Linked DNA regions of Macaca mulatta: region 1 is linked to region 2. A link is a contact called in public Hi-C data. All regions are on one chromosome and are shown on one strand. Each heading gives the region's core, a stretch centred on a gene start, on an enhancer-like site or on the middle of the called end of the contact. The rest is flanking DNA. Distances are from core to core; before and after follow the strand shown. Region 1 overlaps LRIG1 (leucine rich repeats and immunoglobulin like domains 1). Region 2 overlaps SLC25A26 (solute carrier family 25 member 26).

Region 1 (3,814 bases), core at 43-2,542, 230 kb after region 2:
ACTCAGAAGTAGCAAACATTGGCCCAGCATGGTAGCTAATGTCTGTAATCCCAGCACTTTGGGAGGCCAAGGCAGGAGGATCGTTTGAGCCCAGGAGATCAAGACCAGTCTGGGCAACATAGCACGACACCATCTTTACAAAAAATAAAAACTAGCCAGGTATGGCCAGGTGCGGTGGCTCACGCCTGTAATCCCAGCACTTTGGGAGGCCGAAGCAGGCGGATCACGAGGTCAGGAGATCGAGACCATCCTGGCAAACATGGTGAATCCCCATCTCTACTAAAAATAAAAATAAAAAAAATTAGCAGGGCGTGGTGGTGGGCGCCTGTAGTCCCAACTACTTGGGAGGCTGAGGCAAGAGAATGGCGTGAACCCAGGAGGCAGAGCTTGCAGCGAGCCGAGATTGCGCCACTGTACTCTGGCCTGGGCGACAGAGCAAGACTCCGTCTCAAAAATAAAAAACAAAAAAAACAAAAACTTGCCAGGTGTGGTGGCAAGTGCCTGTAGTCCTAGCTACTTGGTAGACTTAAATGGGAGGATAGCCACCGCACTTCAACCTGGGTGACAGAATGGGACCCTGTGTGTGTGTCTCTCACACACACACACAGAACGTTTAAGTAAGTATCCTAGACACAGATCAATTTACTAATTCTTACCATCCAATGAAATGTAAGTTTACTCCCTTTTTGCTTCAATTAGAATAGAATCATGAACCTAAAAATGAGGGGTCTTAGAAGTTATACATCCCTTTACAGACAGGAAATTAAGTGACTAGCCCAAGGTTATGCTGCCAATCAGTGGCAGAGCTAGGACAAAACCCCAACGTCTCCTGAGGCCCAGCCATGAGCTAGTTTCCCATTCTACCACATCCCCACTTTCATGACTTTAAGAAAATTAATTTTTTCCTCTCAGGTAAATCATTTTTATGCCTCTTTGGTCACGCACCCCTTTAAGAAACTCCGTGAAAACGTGGTCTCCTTTCTGTCCAGAAAGACGTTCTGCGCACCAAGACTTCTCATAAAGTTTCCCCCAAGTAAATAATAAGGTCAGCAATCTTCATTTTAAGATAGTAAGGAACTGAGTATAATTTACTCATTTCTAAGTATTGTTTCAAATGCCCTTGTGAAAGAATCCAAAAATCTCCACAGAAGACTCTGATTTTTCTAATGGGTAAAGCACAGCCCTGGATAAGGCCAAACCACCCAAAGCGAAGAGTCCTACACAGACTCCAAATCTGAGAAAACAATCAGAGGAATTTGGGATGAGGCAGACCGTAGTGACTACAGGCCATGTCAGCTTGTTTTCTGGATCTCCCCTCCTCCAAGATGGAAGGAAACCCTGCTCCCTTCCAGCGGCAGCCTCTGCATCCATCACTTCATTGCATCAACAATCCACTTCCTGGAAGCAACGAGCTCTTCTGACTGTTTATAAGTTTTGCAAGCACTGTGAGCTTGTGTGCCAGAAACTCACACCAGCCCAGGTGGAGGGAGGAAACCACAGACACACAGAAAAATTCTTCTTAATTCAAAATAAAACGAAAACTAAGACGGAGGCATGATGCTGGGTCAAGGTACCACCACACTGCTAAAACCAGATGAAAGAATGGTGTTCTCCCAATTTGCAAAACAGCACTGAATTTCATAGTCTCTCTCAATACCAAGCTTTTCTGCCCCATAATTTTAAAAAATGCACTGGAGTGTGCTTCCACTTTTCTAAACAGAGAACCCACTGTAAATGGTGTCTAATCGGATATCATATAAATTTAATTAAGCTTCATAGATCCCACCAGTTTAACCTGACCATGTTGGACAGCTTTTAAAGCCACTGAACACTCCATAATCTACCTGGAATTTGATTTTCACAGATAGAAGATGGAAGTCACTCCAAAAACTAGGATAAAGTGAATGGAATTTGGAGGACTAGTAATTCCCATTCAGATTCCTAAATGAAGCTGCAGCTAGCACAAAATCCATTCTAAAGGAGCCCCCTCACCAACAAAGTACCAGACTGAGGAGAAATTAAACTACGGACTTTTATAAAGTAAAACAAACCTTTCAGCAGCTACTTGGAGAAAGCATTTTCAAATCTGTGTGAAGTTTAAATCAAGCACAGAGGGTTCCAGGAACCTAGTTCTTTGCTTTTTGAGGATTTTCTTACAGGCTGCCTCTAACTCTATTTAAAGCAGCCTCAAGTAGCCACAGCTGGAGGGTCAGGCCTTACAAAGTAAACAATAGTTAACTCAATTCAGACTCATGACTTAACTACAACCAATGGCTAATTATTCCTCTACTAAACAACAGTATCTGAGACATCACTTTTTAAATGATCTAGTCCATTTCTAATTATGTTTGTTCACTAATGGATTTTAATCAACAATTAATAGCCTGGTAGAAACCACCCAAGTAAGAGCTATGGGGAGAAAGTGGAAGGTTAATCAGAATTGCACATTCTGGCAAATGAGCGGCACAAAAGAGCTTGCTAAACACCTCCTACAAAAGAAAAAAAAATCTGTATTTTGAGAACATACAAATTAGGGTGCACACAGTATGTGCCCAATAAACATCTGTAAATATATAGCTTACCAAAACGCCCTTTGGAAAAACACAGTTAAAATGAATGCCAATTTTTTCAAAACTTCCAATTTCTTAAAACCACCCTACAGTAAATAGTATGGTATATAAATTACATCTCAATAAAGCTGTTAATTTAAAAAAAAAAACCAAACTATACATTTGCAGATAAAATGATAATGTCTTTATTTCCAAAAAAATAATAAATAACATGGAAGGGCAGAAGCATATTGGGAAATAGATCAAATAAGACAGTTGATGATTGTTGAAGGTGAGTGACAGGTACCTAGAGTTCATTACATTCTGTCCACTTGTGTAATATTTACGTTTCTCCATAATCATAAGAAAAAACACTCCATAGCAACAGAAGTGAGTTAGTTTATTTAAACTACCTGGCTGCGTATCAAATGTTCCCTTAATTCAAAATTTTTTCTAAAAACTATGTATTTCAGATCATCTCACAAGAAAAAGAAGCTGTATCTGCAACAGCCTGCTTCCTAATCAGTTGTAAGTTTTCACTAAGCAGAGCCCAGCCTGTTAATTTCTTGTTATCCAGCCCAAAGTGCTAATGCTTGAGAGACAAACGCTTTCAAACAAAAGAGCACTGGAACTACAAGATTTGAAACAACAGCAAGATTATCTATCCTCCAATTCAGAAGTGTTAAGTCCTTCTCATTGTATCTAACAGGTTATCATCAGGTAGGTAATCCGGAAGAAAAGAATTTCAGTGCAATGTATGCTTTGACCAAGATAAGCAGTAAATTATTTGAATGGCAAATTATAAATTGGTGGAAGAAACAAAACAGGGAGGGGGAAGCTGTTAAATGCTGCATAAAGGAGTCTTAGAAAATAAAGTTGTGAGTTGTTGTCTTTTCTAATCAGCTAAAAAAAAAAAGGAAGAAAAACCCTGCATTATGTTCATGTGTTTCTCAAAGTCCAGCTAATTCTGCTTGTAAGAGAGACCTTCACTCATTTCCTTCATTTTCTTCCTAATGTGAGATCTTGAGAATGCAGATCATAAAAGATTAGAGATCCGTGCACCACAAAAGTTCAAAAACTAATCAATGCAAAACACTTAAAAAGAGGCCATGCTTTCTTTAAATCCTCTAAACGTCACCTTTTGCCAAAACAAACTGAACAAGCAGTAATTAGAACCTGCATCCTGGTTCATAAGGCAACCAAAATGTATGAGGACTTGCAGAATGAACAGATTGGTTGTTCGCACAATGGGCCTTACCGGTTAT
Region 2 (3,677 bases), core at 839-3,338:
AAATATTGCCGTATTTGACCGAATACTGAAATTCGTTGAAATCCCTCATGTTATTCTCAGGTAGTTTTTTGTTTTTAATTAGAGAGTGCAGTCTTCTTTATGACATACCAACACTGTTACATGTGACTTAAAGCTTTGGTTTTCACAGGTTCACAATCTACTTGGTGTAGATCTTTGAAGAACTTATTTTTAAGGCAAACTTAATGTTTCAAAATTAGTTAATTCTGTGGCGATGACTTGTGCCTTTGAGAAATAGCACCCATACTGTATATACACTCTGTACTTAGTTTCTTTCTAAACGTGTTACTTACTCAGATTTCACCTGGGTGCAGGAAAGAGCGAGGCAATAAGCCTTTTTTATTTTTCTGAGAGATACTGAATAAATGAATATATTTACATGCTGGAGAATACTGGTTTTGCATACAAACAGATAAACACATGATTGCAGCTGTGTTCTGTTCTTTAAAAAATTTGTTTTGACATATGTCATGCTAGTAATTAATTTCTAGCCTGCAATCCTTGAAAGTAGTGTGACCTTACTGAGATGACTTTGTTTACTCAAAATGGCAGCGTTTTGTTGGAAATTTAATTGAGGTCTTCTGCATTATGCGTATTTATAAAAGATCCTTCAGACTTGATTTTAGTTGAGGTGTTGCTTTTGTACAGATTCTCTGATAGAATGAGAGAAGAATTATTGCCGAATGAAACATAGCTGCTTCTCAAAATGAGAAAAATAAGAAGTGATAACATCTGCTTTAAGCAGAATTTTTTTGCATTAGGTTCTTACTTTATTCTGGCACCAATATAAAATCTTTTTGCCAAGAGCGTGTTTGTTGTTTCAATAAGAAAATACATAAAAACCTTAGTGAGAATCACCTGGAAACGTATATGTTTATTCTGTATGCAATTTTTTCCTTAAACTAGTTTTATCTCCCTAGCAGTTGCCCATTAGAATGAGATTGAAGTTTGAGTCCATGCATTATAAGATAGATTCTGTGTTCTTTAGATTGTGTGAATGTTGTCACACTTTTTCTTCCCCCTGCATTTGATGTTTGTGGGGATTGCATGCTTATCCCTTACATTCTCTGAAATTATTTTAGTTACTGTGAATTTTAGATGGAGTCTAAGCAAGGTCAGCAGATTACACTGTTTACCTCATCCTTTCAGTGTTCATTTTTCTCATGATCTTTGCCAAATTAAATGTGCTCAAGCATGCTGGTGCAGTGTTATTACTGCAGTAAGATGAAGGTGGGGAGCAAAATCATAGCTGCTTTCATAACCAGCACGATTTCAGATGGAGTTGGCCTGAAAATTTTATGGAGAGCAGCCTCATACTCTTGGACGTAAATTAGAAGGACTTTTTATAGAGGAAGAAAGCAGAGTAAAGCAAATTGTTTCAAAAGAAGTGGGAATCAGTTAAACTTAGCAAATGTTTTTTGTCCACAAATTTCACTCAGCAGTCCTTTTTGGAGTGCCTACTGGGTCTTGGGGCACTACAAGGAGCACTTCTGCCTGAAGGATTCACTTTCTGGCAGGGAAACAAAGAGGGAAGTAGACACTTTACAGTGCAGTGTCATAAGCACTGTAATGATAAGTATATACAAGATGCAGCTGGGGTTACAGAAGGAGCAATGCTTGAGTGGTGCTCAATTAGCATAAAATGACTTAATTGTTGAAGGAGTGGCAGTTAGAAGTAGTTAAGGATATAGGCAGAACAGCAAGAGCAGAACCACAAGGGTGTGAAAGTACATGTGTGTGGCTTGCTTGTTGAAGCAGAATTGGGGTTTTCATAACCATAGAGAGTGCAAGCCAAGTGAGGGCCTTCAAGAGAGCACAAAGTGGGGTATTTGCCTGGGGGAGAAGTTGAACCTCTTGCTCTCAGCTGTTTGCCAGGGATTGGAGTGGAGAATTTGGGAAACGCCCTTAAAAGAGCCCAGCATGTGTCCCCTGGAGTCTGGAGGATAAATTGCTGGTGTCTGACTCCTGTCTGCAGAAACCTGAAGGTTAGAAGCTGGTTGGAGCTGTCCCAATGGCAAGATGTAGCCATTTTAATAACAAGTAACTCCTGGCTTCTTTTTGGTAGATGCTCCTGAAGAGTTTTGAGATAGGTGAGGGTTATTCTCCCCACCCTAGTTTTGCTGCAGGCAGTCAGGCACGCCAAACAAGTAATTCAATCTGTTCAGTAAGTTCATTGAAGCCCCCAGTCTTTAGGTGCAAAAATCATCACTCTTACTAGTTTACTCAAAAGTGGATATAGCAGCTTTTCAGACTTGTTTTCCCTTAATATCCATGCTAAGCAGCAGGGATTCCCCTAAATCCAGTGGCTGGAAACGGGAACCTTCAGGAATCAAGCTTCAAGGACTGTCCTCCAAAGTCTCCTTCCCGGTTCTGCTGTCTGCCTGCTCAGTGCCTTCCCCCAAACACTCATGTTATATAAGTCTCCTTAGTGTTTTTCCAGAGCCACTCTATCCTAGATCTTCTGTATTTTTTTTTTGCTGCTTTCTAACCTACTTTATTTTGGAGATGATTTATATCACTTCACAAAGAGCACTGTCTTTTATAATGATTGCATAGTAGTCCATTGTGTAAACAAACCATAGTTTATTTAACATTTCCCTATTGGTGGACATTACAGACATGCTGCGGTGAGTGATACTGTTCCTGTGTCACGTTATACATGGTTGAATGTTTGCAGGTTACATACCAAAAGTAGAATTACTTCGTGAAAGGTATGGGCATTTGTAATTTTGGTAGATAATGCCAAATTGCCCTTTAGGGAAGTACCAATTGACACTTGCCAACAACGTAGGAGCTTTCTGTTTTCCCCTGCCTCATCTATGGACTAGCAGTCTTAAAGATAAAAAAAAAGATGTCATTGTAGTTCTAATTTTAATTACAAGTAAGAGTGGACATAGTAACATATATCTGAGAACAGTCTTATTTACTTTCCTGTGAACTGATGATTTGAAACTTCCCCATATTCTTGTGAGAATTAAATGAGGGGATCCAGGGTAAGTGCTTTCTATAGTGCCTGTCACATAGTATGTGCTCAGGAAATGTTAACTAGGAGGATTAGTACTCTGGTAACTGAAAGAGCATTAACAGTGAAGGACACCTGATATGGTTTGGCTCTGTGTCCCCACCTAAATCTCATCTTGAATTGTAATCCCCACGTGGCAGGGGAGGGACCTGATGGAAGGTGGTTGGATGGGCGGTTTCCCTCATACTCTTCTGATGATAGTGAGAGAGTTCTCACAAGAGCTGATGGTTTTAAAAGTGTTTGGCAGTTCCCCCTTCGTACTGTTTCTCTCCTGCTGCCATGTAAGACGTGCCTTGCTTCCCCTTTGCCTTCTGCCATGATTGTAAGTTGCCTGAGGCTCCTCAGCCATGCAAACTGTGAGGCAAACCTCTTTCCTTTATAAATTACTCAGTCTCAGGTAGTATCTTTATAGCATTGTGAGAATGGACTGATAAAACACCTAAGTGTGGAATGCAGCTCTGTCCCTTACCACCCATCTGCTCCTGACAAGTTTACTAATCTGAGTCCAGGTTTGCCCATTTGTGCTAGGAACTTTGCATAGACTGTTCTCATTGATACCTTTGTACCTTTACAGCAGTTCTAGAAGGCGGCTGTGATAGCAGTATAGCCTGCTAGGAGATTTGGAAATTAAACCTGC

The links. A called contact is a pair of places that touch in the nucleus more often than the background predicts.
Region 1: a contact with region 2 is called in a Hi-C map of blood, with 2.9 times the contacts expected there. The contact joins two enhancer-like sites. A contact is called at or near these places in 3 of 14 Hi-C or Micro-C datasets (CD4 T cells, blood and fetal cortex germinal zone).

What each region holds. Positions count from the first base shown.
Region 1 is chr2:130,039,994-130,043,807 of T2T-MMU8v2.0, forward strand. The region is part of intron 1 of LRIG1 (leucine rich repeats and immunoglobulin like domains 1); the gene reads right to left. Among named protein-coding and RNA genes, the nearest start is that of LRIG1, 10 kb to the right of the region's middle. Within about 2 kb of position 1,293, at least 6 of the 40 cell types and tissues checked have an H3K27ac peak or open chromatin away from gene starts, as enhancers often do. A contact at or near this core is called in blood, where this site is marked.
Region 2 is chr2:129,808,788-129,812,464 of T2T-MMU8v2.0, forward strand. All of the region lies in intron 5 of SLC25A26 (solute carrier family 25 member 26), which reads left to right. Among named protein-coding and RNA genes, the nearest start is that of SLC25A26, 48 kb to the left of the region's middle. Within about 2 kb of position 2,089, at least 5 of the 40 cell types and tissues checked have an H3K27ac peak or open chromatin away from gene starts, as enhancers often do. A contact at or near this core is called in blood, where this site is marked.